Regions from separate parts of the Mus musculus genome. Here all the other regions are linked to region 2. The links are chromatin contacts, called in public Hi-C maps. All regions are on one chromosome and are shown on one strand. The core of a region is the stretch at or near the end of the contact, and the rest is flanking DNA. Distances in the headings are between cores, read along the strand shown. Region 1 has its middle 11 kb from the start of Gm23835. Region 2 has its middle 14 kb from the start of 4933412E24Rik. Region 3 has its middle 16 kb from the start of A1bg. Region 4 overlaps Nsmce2 (NSE2/MMS21 homolog, SMC5-SMC6 complex SUMO ligase).

The links. A called contact is a pair of places that touch in the nucleus more often than the background predicts.
Region 1: a contact with region 2 is called in a Hi-C map of the N1E-115 cell line, with 6 times the contacts expected there. The contact joins two enhancer-like sites. A contact is called at or near these places in 1 of 39 promoter capture datasets (cranial neural crest) and 1 of 484 Hi-C or Micro-C datasets (the N1E-115 cell line).
Region 3: a contact with region 2 is called in a Hi-C map of the N1E-115 cell line, with 5 times the contacts expected there. The contact joins two enhancer-like sites.
Region 4: a Hi-C map of the N1E-115 cell line shows a contact between it and region 2, with 10 times the contacts expected there. The contact joins two enhancer-like sites. A contact is called at or near these places in 1 of 15 datasets of contacts at CTCF or cohesin (pro-B cells) and 1 of 484 Hi-C or Micro-C datasets (the N1E-115 cell line).

What each region holds. Positions count from the first base shown.
Region 1 is chr15:60,691,334-60,694,927 of GRCm38.p6, forward strand. No RefSeq gene overlaps it. Among named protein-coding and RNA genes, the nearest start is that of Gm23835, 11 kb to the right of the region's middle. Within about 2 kb of position 1,643, at least 42 of the 459 cell types and tissues checked have an H3K27ac peak or open chromatin away from gene starts, as enhancers often do. A contact at or near this core is called in the N1E-115 cell line, where this site is marked.
Region 2 is chr15:60,029,114-60,032,371 of GRCm38.p6, forward strand. No RefSeq gene overlaps it. Among named protein-coding and RNA genes, the nearest start is that of 4933412E24Rik, 14 kb to the left of the region's middle. Within about 2 kb of position 1,613, at least 3 of the 459 cell types and tissues checked have an H3K27ac peak or open chromatin away from gene starts, as enhancers often do. A contact at or near this core is called in the N1E-115 cell line, where this site is marked.
Region 3 is chr15:60,903,759-60,906,956 of GRCm38.p6, forward strand. No RefSeq gene overlaps it. Among named protein-coding and RNA genes, the nearest start is that of A1bg, 16 kb to the right of the region's middle. Within about 2 kb of position 1,548, at least 7 of the 459 cell types and tissues checked have an H3K27ac peak or open chromatin away from gene starts, as enhancers often do. A contact at or near this core is called in the N1E-115 cell line, where this site is marked.
Region 4 is chr15:59,396,659-59,399,909 of GRCm38.p6, forward strand. All of the region lies in intron 2 of Nsmce2 (NSE2/MMS21 homolog, SMC5-SMC6 complex SUMO ligase), which reads left to right. Among named protein-coding and RNA genes, the nearest start is that of Nsmce2, 24 kb to the left of the region's middle. Within about 2 kb of position 1,328, at least 47 of the 459 cell types and tissues checked have an H3K27ac peak or open chromatin away from gene starts, as enhancers often do. A contact at or near this core is called in the N1E-115 cell line, where this site is marked.

The DNA.
Region 1 (3,594 bases), core at 393-2,892, 660 kb after region 2:
GTGATATGGGAGAGGGCTGGGAGTGAGAACAACAAGAGATGAGGGGCATCTATCTCTAGGAGTAGCTGAAGACCTGGGACAGGGGAGGCTCTGGCAAGTCTATGGATGTAACCCTAGCTGAGATTTCTACTAGTGCGGCACTTGGGAACTAAAGTTACCACCCTCTGTGGATAAAAATGGAGCAGAGATTGAGGGAATGGTCAAGTGATAACTGGCCCAACTTGAGTCATACCCCATGTAAAAGAACTAATCCCTGATACTATTAATGATACTCTACTATGCTTACAGACAGGAACCTAGCATAATGGTCTCCTGAGAGGTATCATCCAGCAAGGGATTCAAACAGAAGAGGAGACTTATACCCAAACATGAGGCAGAGCTCGGTGAGTCTTGTGGAAGAGTGGGGAATAGACTTGAGTGAAACAGAGGAGTGAAGGACACCGCAAGAAGACCTACAAAGTCAACTAACCTGGGCTCACGTGGGCTCACAGAGACTAATCTAACAATCAAAGAGCATACAGGGGTTGTACCTACCCTCCCCCCACCCCAACACACACGTTTGTAGCAGATATTCAGCTTGGTCTTCATGTGGGTCACCTAATAATTGGAGTGGAGGCTGTCTCTGACTCTGTTGCCTGCCATTGGATCCCTTTCCCCTAACTGGACTGTCTGGTTGGGCCCTAGTGGGAGAGGATGTGCTTAGTCCTACTATGACTGGATGTGCCAGAGTTGGGTGGTACCCAAGGGGGCTTCCCCTTCTCTGAGGAAAAGGGGAGAGGGTAATGGTGGAGGGGCTTGTAAGGGTGGGATTGGGAGGAAAGAAACAACAGGGAGGCCTTGATAGGAATGGAAAGTGAACAAATAAATAAATTGTTAAAAACCCTCCAGTGTTCTGAAGCACGGGAAAGACTTCTCAGCTCTCCCTGCTCTACCCATCCCCCACTCCCTCAGCTCCCACTCCAAGCTCTGCTCTGAGGAGCCACCAAAGCAAATTCCATTGCGCTCATTTAGCAGTAGTGGCCTGATTTAACATGACCTCAAGTTAAATTGCTTTCACTAATGCAAACTTAATTGGGGTTCTTTTAATCCCTAGAAGTGATTCTCTTGTTTGGGCCTAGAGTCGGCTCCAATAGGAACATGGTGGTTGCTGGTGGAGGATTTAAAGTGGTGGCTTCTTAGAGAATTTCAGGAATGCAGCAATGCTGTGAGTCCACTGTAGACACCAGCTAGTGGCTTTGAACTATCTCCTCAGAAATGTTTAAAAAAAAAAAAAAACTAAAAAATAAAACACAGTTTCATGTTATCATATCTATTCCCTTTGGGGCCAGGAAATTCTCAGACTGCACTTTCTCCAATAAAAATATTTGGGGGATAAAGCAGATGAGATTGCAACCAGAAAAGACAGAAGCTGGAGTCTCATTCCTAAAATAACTCTTAAAATTCAGCTCTAAATTTCTCTGTCAAGCTCAGGGTACATGAGGTGAAACTACAAAATAGGCCTGCTTCAGTGTGACTTCCAAATATGGTGATAGCTGGCTTGTGTTTTTTGTGAATAATCACAAAAATACCCTCCTCATCTATAAGCAGGAAGACAGACAGAGACCTCATTCCTCCCCCAGTAGCTGTGGTAGAAGCCTGTCATCAGATCCAGCTCCTCTAACGGGAGCTGTTTCAAAAGAGCAAGAGAAAGAAACCTAGTGTCTGGCCTGCCCAATCTTCTCCCTGCCACATCCTGTCACTCTCATACTGGTTCTGCATAACTTGTCAATTAGTGCACGTCCACTGCAGACTGGTTGATACAGTTCACTGATAAGAATACTAATAAGTCAGAGAAGGTTAGCCAATTTGGCTCCAAACCAGTATGCCCAGACCTAGCTTCAGCCTTAATTTAGCCAAAGCCAGCTCTTCTCCCCAGCCCTCTCTAAGTAAAGTGTTTCTATGGGCCTGGTCCACTATCCTCTTTGTAGAATCTTTTTGATCTTTCCAAACTAAGCTTCAGCTGAATTGTCCTCATCCATGCTGATCCATCGCCTGTGCTTCGTGTCAATCAGCACTGCTTTTGATCTTGGACTCTCAATGCACAGTGACCCTTTCTCTACTCCACAGAAATCAGCTTGGTACGCCAAATGTCTGTGATGGCTATTCTCATAGCCGTCTCAATAGATCTCCTTTTGTACTAAACCTGTTCATCAGAAGGAAGTCATTCAGTGATTCCCTCCCCCACACCCACTGGGACAGGAGCTCTTTCAAGACCCATGTCATGGTCTCCAGTGTAAGGAAAGTCTGGGGCACTTTAGAAGCAGCAATTTGATCCTCATAGCAGCAATCTCAGGACCAGCCCTGCCCAATCCAGAAAGCAATTGAGGAAAGGTGGGAATCAGGTGAGAATCCTTTCCTTTGTGTCATCTCCTGGCAACATGTTTGGTCCTCAGCCCTTGGGGCACTGATCTTGGACACATTGTTTAGGACAAGACACTGAGAAGAACAGCACACGGTAGACAATTTGTGTCTCCCTTTGTGTTTTCTAGCCTGGTCTGGAAGCCAAACAATTAGGAACAAGGCTACAAGAACTTGACAAATGGCCAGCAGAGGGCGACTCTGGAAACAGGTGAATATGGATAGACAGGAGGATCCAGGCCTGGGCTGCTGCCCTAGCACACCAGCCCTCAAATGAACAACTCTGGAGGTGTCAGGGTTAGTCCAGCTGCTGCAGTGAGCGTCAGAACTTTGCATTCATCTCAGGAAATTGATCTGATGTGCAAAAGGTCCTTCACCGTGTTTATTCAGCTGCCCTTACCTGTCAACCCTCACCCCATCCTCTAGTCAAACAAATCAATCAGAAACATCAGTTGCTAGAGGAACACAAATACAGGCAGCACTGGGATTGGGCCTAGAGGGCTGAGTTCTTTTTCTGCTGCTCTGGGTTACAAACACATTCCAAAAATATAACTCTGCCCACACCATGGCAAAGCTGCCTTTGATAAAACACACAGTGTACGGTATACAATGTTGACACATAACAGATGGAACTTTGAATTTTTGAAATGTGCTCTCCGTAAAGGGGAACTAGACACGATACATTAAATTCTTGGTTAGAATGTAGACTCTTCCCTATATGACCAAAACAGTCAACACAGGAATCCTGTTTTTTCACTCTTTTATGTGTCCCCATGTCCTTCTGTGACTAATAGTCCCCAGAATTCACTTTTCTCACTGACCAAGTAAAACTGAGTTTATTGGTCATATGTATCTCCCATCTGGCTGAGAAACAGCGGTACAGGATGGTACGACGGTGTGAACATCCAAGACCTGCGGGCAATATGGTAGTGGGTTCAGCGATGGTGCAAAAGCTATTGATGGAAGCAAGTGGACAGTTTCCCTTAGCCTCCTTACATAAAGCTATAGGCTAAGTGAAAAAGGTGGGTGTGCTATAACAAGCAGGCTTTAAGACAAGCTCCAACTGACCACAGCCTGTAAACCCTTCCTAAGTGGATCACAAAAATGCTCCTTCTAAGCTCACCTGGAACTGCAGATAGGCATTTTTAAAGAGTTCAAATAAATTCAGGATGTTCTTGGGGGCGGAGATGTCCACCC
Region 2 (3,258 bases), core at 363-2,862:
CTGTCTAGATCTTCCATAGTAGTAAGACACTACTCCTAGGGTTTGGGACAGGCCTCTCCAGGCACTCCCAGGCTACAGCTCTCTGTGCCTTTGGCATGCTCACATCTTCCTTTCAGTGCCAGAATTCTTCTCACCCTGTAATGAAGCTTCCCTTTCCTTGTTCTTTGATAAGGCAGTTCCTTATTCTCTCAGTCATTATTTTGTTTGATTTATTTATCACCATGTTATTGTTGGCTGTCAAGCTAGTTGGTTTGATCTATCATGTTCAGTCAGAATCACTGGACATACATCACACAAAAACTCAGACATTTTTGAGGCACTTCACTTGAAATTGACTTTTGAGTTATTTCTAATACAAACAAACATGGCAACTTTATATTACAGTTGGGTATTTCTAAACCAAAGTGCTACTATCCATTTCAATTACTAATCATACTCATTAACGAAGCATTGCTTTTGGTTGTTTATTAAATTTTATTTAAAACTTTAAACGTTAAAATAAAACCGTATTACTTCTCCCTTCCCTCCTTGTAATCCTCATGTATTTTACTTCCAAATTCTCCCGTGTGCTCCCTCTCCCTCCCTCTCAAATTAACGGCCTCCTTTACTTTGATTATTATTGTTACATTACACACACACACACACACACACACACACACACACACACACATATCTACATGCATAAACATATACATATAGCCTGCTGAATCCATTGGTTGTTGCTTGTGTGCACATGATCTTAGGACTGACCACATTGTTTTGGATAATGAGTTAGAAGACTCATCCCTGTGAGAGGTAAATTTTCCCTCACTCAGTAGATGCTAGTTGCCTGTATCCCTTGGTTTAGAAGTGGCTTCTCAGAGAAGTTTGCCCCTTTCATGTTATCATGCTTGTTGCTATTGCCATTGTTTAGTTCTCATTTAGGTAGTTGGATCATTGAACATACTGCATGAAACTTCTCTGCAACTTCTCTTTTACACAGTTGCACAGCAGACTTCCTCATCTTCTGGCTCTTACAGCCTTTTCATTCTTCTTCAGAGATGGTCCCTGAGCCTTGTGTGTAAGAATTGTATTGTGGGTATATCTATTAGGGTAGGGTTCACCATAATCCATTGGTTTTAACACCACGATCAGTTGTGGTTTTCTGTGATGGTCTCTGTTTGCTGTAAAGAAAATACTTTTATTTATTAACTTTTTAATAAGGAGGTGAAAGCAGTATTTTTCTATGGGTGTAAGGATAGGTTTTATAATACAGGAATCATGTTAGTGTAGTAAGGTGTTAGTAGTAAGTTCTTTTTAAAGATCCACAATAGAGACAGGAATGAAACAAAGCAAGCCAAAATCTTAAGGCAAAGAACAGTACATTCTCAACTATGTAAGTCTCTTCGTTATTAAATTCTGAGTCTCACGTCCTACCATTTTACTGCAGAGAAAAATTATATCCTTTAAAAAGATCTATTACAAAAATAAAATACAAATCAGTACATAAAAGGACTTAAAAGGAAAGTACTAAGAGAGAAAAAATATACTTTATGAGATAACACAGAAGCGGTGTTAATTAGATTATCAATAATGGAATAAAGATCACAGGGAAATGAAGAGCTGCCCAGGTTGAAAACATCCAGGAAAAATGAATTAGTCCACAGAGTATGATTGTCAGGAAGAATTATGGATTCAGATCGTATCTCCCTGGCAGACTATTTGAAAACAAGAACTATATTGTTTCAGCTGCCAATAAACAATTAATTATGTGTTGAATCCCATCTCCTCCACATGTTTTTGATTCCTGTTTTCTGGCCAGTCTGATGCAATTGAAGTGAAATGATGGGTTCGAAGTAATTATGTGGAAATTTTAGACAGATATAAAACAAAGCTAAAGAAAACACACACCTTATTTAAATTAACTTCAAACCAATGCAGAGAAATTCCTTTATCTTGATAATTGGCTTTTAGAAGAATTGGGATCTGTTGAGTAGCTGTGTAACCCTGACTTCACGTCTGTGAGTTAGTCTCTATTGCTCACGATGACAGGGCTGCCAGATGTGCCAATGGGCTGTGAAACTTACTTCAAGTTTTGAGCAAAGAAACAGCTGTGCACTTTTGTTGGAAACACTGGAACTGAAAAATTTCAAATTGTAGAAATAACACATTATGTGGACAACTGATTAGAAGGCCAGGCTGCCTGGTCAGAATGGTGTGTAGACACCCATGTGTAACTCATCCCCCATTTCATTAGAGGGGTTTAAAAGGATAAGAAAATATAAAATATACAGGCAGTAATGGAGAACCAGAATGGAAAGAGAGGGGAATCAAAATATTTATAAGGAAGAAGTGAGAGAAAATAGATTGCTGCTGTTTAAGCTACCTGGTCTATGCTGTGCTTTTATGGAAGCCCTGCTTGACACATACAGGAGGGAGCAATTACAACTGAAAAGATTCCAAATGCGATTTGTAGAGAGGGTCTAGAAGATATTGCTTTCATAAAATAAGACTGTGCTTCTGGGAAATCGGAACATCTGAGACCAAAAGAAAAAAAATTCTTAGAAAGTTAAAATCTAATTTCCAAACTAAAATATTCAATAGGAGGGCAGGAATATTGAGAAAATCTCCCAGGGCCAAGAGTAAAATAAAAGCGTGAGGGAAACTATTTAAGAGAATCGCTAGAGATGCACAGGAACTAGCAGATACCTGATACCCAATTATCAGGGTTTCAAAATAAATGAAGAAAAATGGAGAGAAGGGAAATTATTTGAAAAGTATTTTAATGAATCCTCAAACTAAAGAAATACACAAATGCCATATTTGAAGAATACAAAGAAATCTGTACCTAGTTAAGTCCTTGCAAACTTTCATTGACACAAGGATAAAGATAGCCCTAGAGCTTTCAGGGGTAAAATAAAAATTCTTTCTACAAAGGATCAAACCCCACAGGGATATCTAGGTGCTTGAAGACAGAACAGAGAACTTTTGGAGTTCTGAGGGAAAATGGTAGTACTGTCTTTATTAGGGTTTTACTGCTGTAAACAGACACCATGACCAAGGCAACTCTTATAAGGACAACATTTATTGGGGCTGGCTTATAGTCAGAGGTTCAGCCTGTTATCATCAAGGCAGGAACATGGCAGCATCCAGGCAGGCATGGTGCAGGAGTAGCTGAGAGTTCTCCATCTTCATCTGAAGGCTGCTAGCAGAATACTGACTCCCAGGCAGCTAGGACAAGGGTATTAAAGCCCACACTCACAAGGCCACCTTTACTCC
Region 3 (3,198 bases), core at 298-2,797, 870 kb after region 2:
TCAGAGGTTTGGTTCATTATCATCCTGGCTGGAAGCATGGCAGTGTCCAGCCAGGCAGACAGGGTGCTGGAGTTTCTGAGAATTCTACATCTGGATCCAGGGGCAGCCAGGAGAAGACTCATTCTGGCCAGATGTGGGCATGTAAATGAAATCTCTAAGCCCACCTGCACCACTCCAGCAAGGCCACACATACTCCAACCAGGACACACCTCCTAATAGTGTTACTCCCTGTGGCCTTAGCATTCAAACACACGAGTCTATGGGGCCCAAACCTATTCAATCAATCACAGTCAAGTTTGCATCCTGGCTCCCAAGTCAGTGGTTATGAATGGGACTGGTTCATTGTATTTTTCTTGTGTTATATGGCCAGCACTTTCCCTCCTTCTCCAAAACAGTGCATGTTACAAAGAATACTTGTCCAGCTAAGCTGGCAGTAGAACGGCATCCCAAGATTGCACTGCACAGCAGGAATTACGCCAGAGACATCACCAGCCCAGCAAGCCTCAGCAGCCTTCTCACAAGTGCTCTGTCTGGCACAAAGACCAAGGAAAGGCTCTGGTCCCTTGAGGTTGGGGAAGAAAGCAACTGCAAAGAAACAAGCCATTAATATTAATGTTTCAGAGAAAAGAGAGGCGAGAGGACATGGGTGCCCAGGAAGAATGACTCCATATGGCTTTGATATGCTCATTTCCAGAGGATCGGGAGAGTGAGGAGAATATAGAAGAGCTAGCAAGAAGGAGGAAAGTGAGGAGGAGGCAGGGGTTTGGCAGGCTGAGAGAAATCACAGGAGCTACAGGGAGTAGCTCCTGTCTAGACAAAAAATTAGCTGGCTATGCTGCTATGCAACAAGACAGAGCAGGAAGAGCAAGTGTCCTGTAGCTTTGTTCCAGCTGTGAGGGGTTATTGTGCTAGAACGAGAAGCTACAAGCTATGACAGATCTCTCCCAAGGGTTCCCCGTGTACTCCTGATCCAGGTAGACCTAGATTACATCTGTCTGTACATCTTTCTGGCATTCATCTAGGGCAACATCTGTCCCCATCCCCTCTCAGACACCTGCATCGTCTTTTATGAGTAATTCAAGTAAATAGTCAGGTGAGGAGGTAGCTTGAGAGGAACTGAAAGAAGTAAGATGCTGAGAATCTACTACCAGTGCCTGGAATTGTGAGTGGTGGAGTCCATTTTTTATTTTCTCCCTCTCTACCCAAAAGCTATGTGGAGATCAAAGAGAAGGATGACAGCAAATAGAAAAAGGTTGGGCCACAAAGTGAACCAGCATTGATGTTTATATTTGTCAAAGGAGACAAATTTACCTTTATACTTTAGGTAAAGCTTCCATGAGATAAACATTTGTACAGGTACAGCCTGAGAACAGACCATGTCAGAGTCTATTACCCTGACTTCTTGATGTACTAACTTCACAGAGGGACCTTCTAGTCACTGTGAGATTGTCCAGGTAGAATATTAACTGAGGAATCTGGCTTGGTCAGTACTCAAAAATAGCTGTAGAGCAGAAAGCTCTTATCAAACTTGAATGCATCACCCATCTTTGCAGGAAAGGCTGCAGAAATTAGAGGTAGACAAAGTGCCAGCCTCCTGTGCTTCTTGGGAAATTGGCAGTGAGGTTTTTATAGACCTAAACTGTAGAGTATTTGTTACATGGCTCATGAAACGTGGCTAGTTTCAACTGCTCCTAGGATCTTATTACCAGGCAACAGAAACCCTTTATACTCTACAAAAAAGGTGAATGGCTCTGAAAGAGGGAAAAATGACACACATTAGCCTGATTAGAGGAGATAGGAGTGGTTCTGCTTAGGTCATATGCTTGTGTGATTAGGGTAGAGGGAGTGAAGTGACGAGAAACAGAGGACCACACAGAATTAGAACTGTAAAGAGGATGCTTTCTGGAACTGAAGACGAAGACAGTATGGTCTTCTAGTAAAGGACTAGATGTGGAGGTAGAACCTGTGTCTTGGAGTCTTGACCAGAAGTCTTTGATGTGTGTGTAAACATTTAGAATTTAGCATGCTTGTGTCATGAGACAAAAAACTGTGGCTCTAAAATGGGTTAGTGACATTCTTTCAAGCATTGGAAGTAAAATAGAATTAGCAAGTTTATTAAGAACCAGGCTAATTATCCACAAAGATTATTGTGTTCAGCTCAAGAACAATCCCTTGGCACAAAACATGGTATAGTTAACATATGCTTGCTGAAATTTTATTTTGAATATAAAATTGCTGAAACTCACATGTCATCTGGTCTCCCCCAGAGTTTTAATAAAAAGCATTGCTTTACTTAATTAAACCTGGAATGACTAAATACTTCGCTTGCACAAATCCAGCTCAAGGGGTCAGGTGAGGTTAGACATCATACATACCTCAAGCCTCTTCCCTCCTCAAGACTCTGTCCTAACAAAATTCTTTCCTAAAGGATTAAGTTGAAAATGGGCATCAATGTTATTGCCTGACAAGTTCTAACAAAAACAGAATAAAATTGTATAAAATGTTATGATACCACCTTATCAATAAATGGACCCAACACTGACCACAAGTCCCTTTAATTATGGCCTTGTCATAATAATTGGTAAGTATGAGAGAAAATTAAGGTAAGATAAAAAGTAGTATATAAAATAAAACCAACTTTACCCAAACTATTGAGATGTTGTTCATGGGCTACTAACTGCCACTTGATGTTTTCATTGTTTTTTAAGCTTTTGTCTGTCACAAAACAATGAGTTGTGTTGCCCCAAGTCATTTGTAGAGAACTGTGGAAGCTAATTGAAAATAAAACCAAAAGCCACAGATGTAATTATTACATAATGTGATAAGGGTAACATTATCTGATCCTGTTACATATACCAAAAATGAATTTTAATCAGAACCTCAGCTGGTAACTGAGAAATCAGGTATGAAAAAATGTTTTCCAATTTTTATTAGGTATTTTCTTCATTTACATTTCAAATGCTATCCCGAAAGTCCCCTATACCCTCCCCCTCCCTGCTCCCCTACCCACCCACTCTCACTTCTTGGCCCTGGTGTTCCCCTGTACTGGGGCATATAAAGTTTGCAAGAACAAGGGACCTCTCTTCCCAATGATGGCTGACTAGGCCATCTTCTGCTACATATGCAGCTAGAGTCACGAGCTCTGGTGGTACTTGTTAGTCAGGTATGAAATTTTTTATCTTTTAAAAAAACTAATTA
Region 4 (3,251 bases), core at 78-2,577, 630 kb before region 2:
ACCACCATATCAGTCTATTTTTCCTTTAGTCTTTCCTCCAGCCATCTAACAGTCCATTAGCCTTTTCGTTTTTGTAATTTGTCCATTTTATTATCTACCCATGTAAAATGTATAATGTAGTGGGGTTTTTAAAATTATATTCATGGATACACATAACCGTTACCACAATCATTTCAAAACCACAACCCCTGGCAAGGTGTGATATTATATACTTATAATTTCATTACTCAAGAGACTGAGGCAGGAGTATTGTGAGTTCAAGGACAGCCTGGGCTGTATAGTGATGAGAGGAGAGGAGACCAACAAGAAAGGAAGTGAGGAAGGGAAAAGAAAGGAAGCAGACCCTGCGTCCTTTAGCATTGCACGCCAGTCTCTCCAGGAGCCACTGATCTACTATGGCTCTATAGCTGTGGAGTTACCTGTTTCAGACATTTCATATAGAAGTGAATTTTATATAAAATGTGGTTTTTTGTGGTTGGAGTGTTCTTGTTTTCAAGCAAGGTTCATCTGTGTTGTTAGATCCATCAGCATTTAATCAGTTAGCACTTCATTTATTTTTATAGTTTAATAATACTCCATTATGTAGTATGTAGCTATACCACATTTTGTAGATCTACCAGTTGGTGGACCCTGGGTTGTTAATATTACTAAATTATTCTTGGATGCTTGTGCTTTGAACGAGGAATGCCCTCACTAGGCTCAGGTATTTGCATTACTTGGTCCCCAGTAGGTGGTGCTGTTTGGAGAGGTTTAGGAGGTGCAGTCTTGCTGGAGGATGGATGTCTCAGGGCTTCCAGATTTTATAGCCTATCCCTGCTTCCAGTTTGCTTTCTCTACTTCTCTCTTGCAATGTGAGCTCTCACCTTCTTGGCACCATGCTTGCAGGTGGCTCCCTGATGTCATGCCTCCCAGCCGAGATGGATTCAAATCCTCTGGGACCAGAGCCCAGATAAGCTTTTGGTCACATGGTGCTGTGTGTAGCACAGCAGCAAATGTAACTATTAATTGTGCTGCTCAGCATCCATTCTCACGTTAGTATCTCAGCATGGTTTCAGTTGGCATTTATGTAATGATGTCATATGCTTTTGGGCTCTTAGAGAAATCTCTGGAGAAGTGCCTATTCATATCCTGTGCACTTTTAAATCCAGTGTCTAAGTTCTTTATATATTCTAGAGAAAAGTCTGATATAAGACATGATCTGCTGGTATTTTTCCTATTGTGTGCTGCATTTTACTTTCTTGATAGTGTTCATTGAAGTATGCAAGGTTGTGATCTTGCGGGAGTCCAGCTGTGTGGATTTGCTGTTTTCGTGGTATGCCTTCCCCTGATAGAGCTTAGCATCAAGCTTGAAGCAGTCCTATTCATGTGTGCTGAGTATGAGTTTTGAGCTGGGACTCATTTGATGACTAGTTCTCTAAAGGTGCTGTGATGAAAACCTTTTCCCAGCAACCATGTGGAACCCTGGAGTTGGTGGGAATTGTAGATGAGAGAGCCTTCAGGACAGGCTTCACATGGGCTGTTGCAGGTTAAAGGTGAGTAGCTGTTTCATGTACTAGAAACAGACTGGAAAAGATTGATGAGTATTTGTCCTGATATGAAAGCTGACAAACCTGCCTGTAAGCTTCATGGCTGCTTGAGAGGTAGGAAACCCCTAAGTCAAAGACAGCAGCTTTTGTTGTTATACCTCAGATAGTATGCCTGTTCTGGTTTACCTTCCTGTCTCCATGCCTCATGGTTTCTGGAGCTGATATGGGAGAGCCCAGGAGGGTTGAGGTCACAACTAAGGAACCTCAGGCTCAGGGGTCCAGTTTTTGGAAGTAGACGCCATCTTAGTCTTGTGAGATCTTGCTCTTACATAAGCATCCTTGTAAAGATGGACTGGGACAGAAGGGCACATGGCACCTTTGCTCCCAAGATGTTCAGAATGAGTGAGAAATGACTTGCTCCCTAGAACCTGACACATTCAGGGAGCTGCAAGTGCTTCAGGGTGAAGATTAACTTCAGCTGAGGCCTTTCCAGGCTGTTGCCACCACCAGTGGTGAAAGCTTCAGCACTTTTCTTTGGAGATGAACTTTGTCCAAGATGCAGGAGAGGCCAGGTGAGATGAAGAGAGGGGTCCTCCTCTGTCCCCAGAGGGAACATAATCCTTTGGTTGTCTGGATGGGGTAATGTTGGGCTTTCAGAACTACAGAATCATGCACTGGCTGCCCACTTTAGTATCATTGTGACTTTAACTTTCAGGTTATTTTCCTTTATAAGTAGTGATGATGTAAAATAGCAGTGAATGTCTTGTAGGGTCCTTAACCATCCACCCATCCACATCTCCCTAACACCTGCCGTATTTGGAGTTGCTGTAAAGTATTAAGGAATGTATCTAAAATGCTCTTTACAGAGCTGGTACATAATATTCATATTGGTCAGTTGCTTTGTTTTTGCTGTAATTATTTGAGCATTTGAAAAGATGGATCCTGTAGAGCCTTAGGGTCAGAATTGACTTTGTACAAAAATACATCCGTGAATTAAAATGCAAATTCTCTATTAGCCTAGATGATTGCTTCATCTCTTAGAGCTTGCTTTTTCCTGCATGTGAAGACTTGAAGTGACTGCCTTTTTGTGGTTATTCTGGGTTTGAGACAGTTATTTCCTTTGTTGTTTAGGGTTTACTTTGAACTATGGTCTTGCTGTGTTGCCCAGGTTAGCCTCCAAAGCTACGTAGGCTCAAGTGATCTTCTTTCTCAGCTACCTGGCTGGAGTACAGACACATGCTACTCTGCTGTATTAAGCTCCTCACTTTAAAGGCGGCCCTGGGCAGAGACTGGCTACATGTGTGTGTGTTTCATTGGTATTCTGCTGAGTACTTAGTTTTAAGTCACTGGGTGCTCTCTAACCAGTGTCTTATTTACATGCAAACAAAATTACACTAAATAACAGATTTTTTTTTTGCAGTCTCTTTTGTCCCATTTTGCAGACTGTTCTTTTAGAAAGTATCCTTTTTAAATTTTGGAATAATAATAGACTTACAAACACTTGGAATGAGAGTTCCCAAATGTCTCTACCCACTGCCCTTACTTGCTCAGACCTTAGTGCATAGTACATTTATCAAAGCTACATAAAACATTGGTGTGTTATTGCAGACTAAACTTCTGTTTTAGTAACATTTTTTCAGTGGCCCTTTTTCTTTTTTTTATATTTATTTTATTTGTATGAGTACACTGCAGCTGTCTTCAGACACACCAGAAGAGGGCATCAGA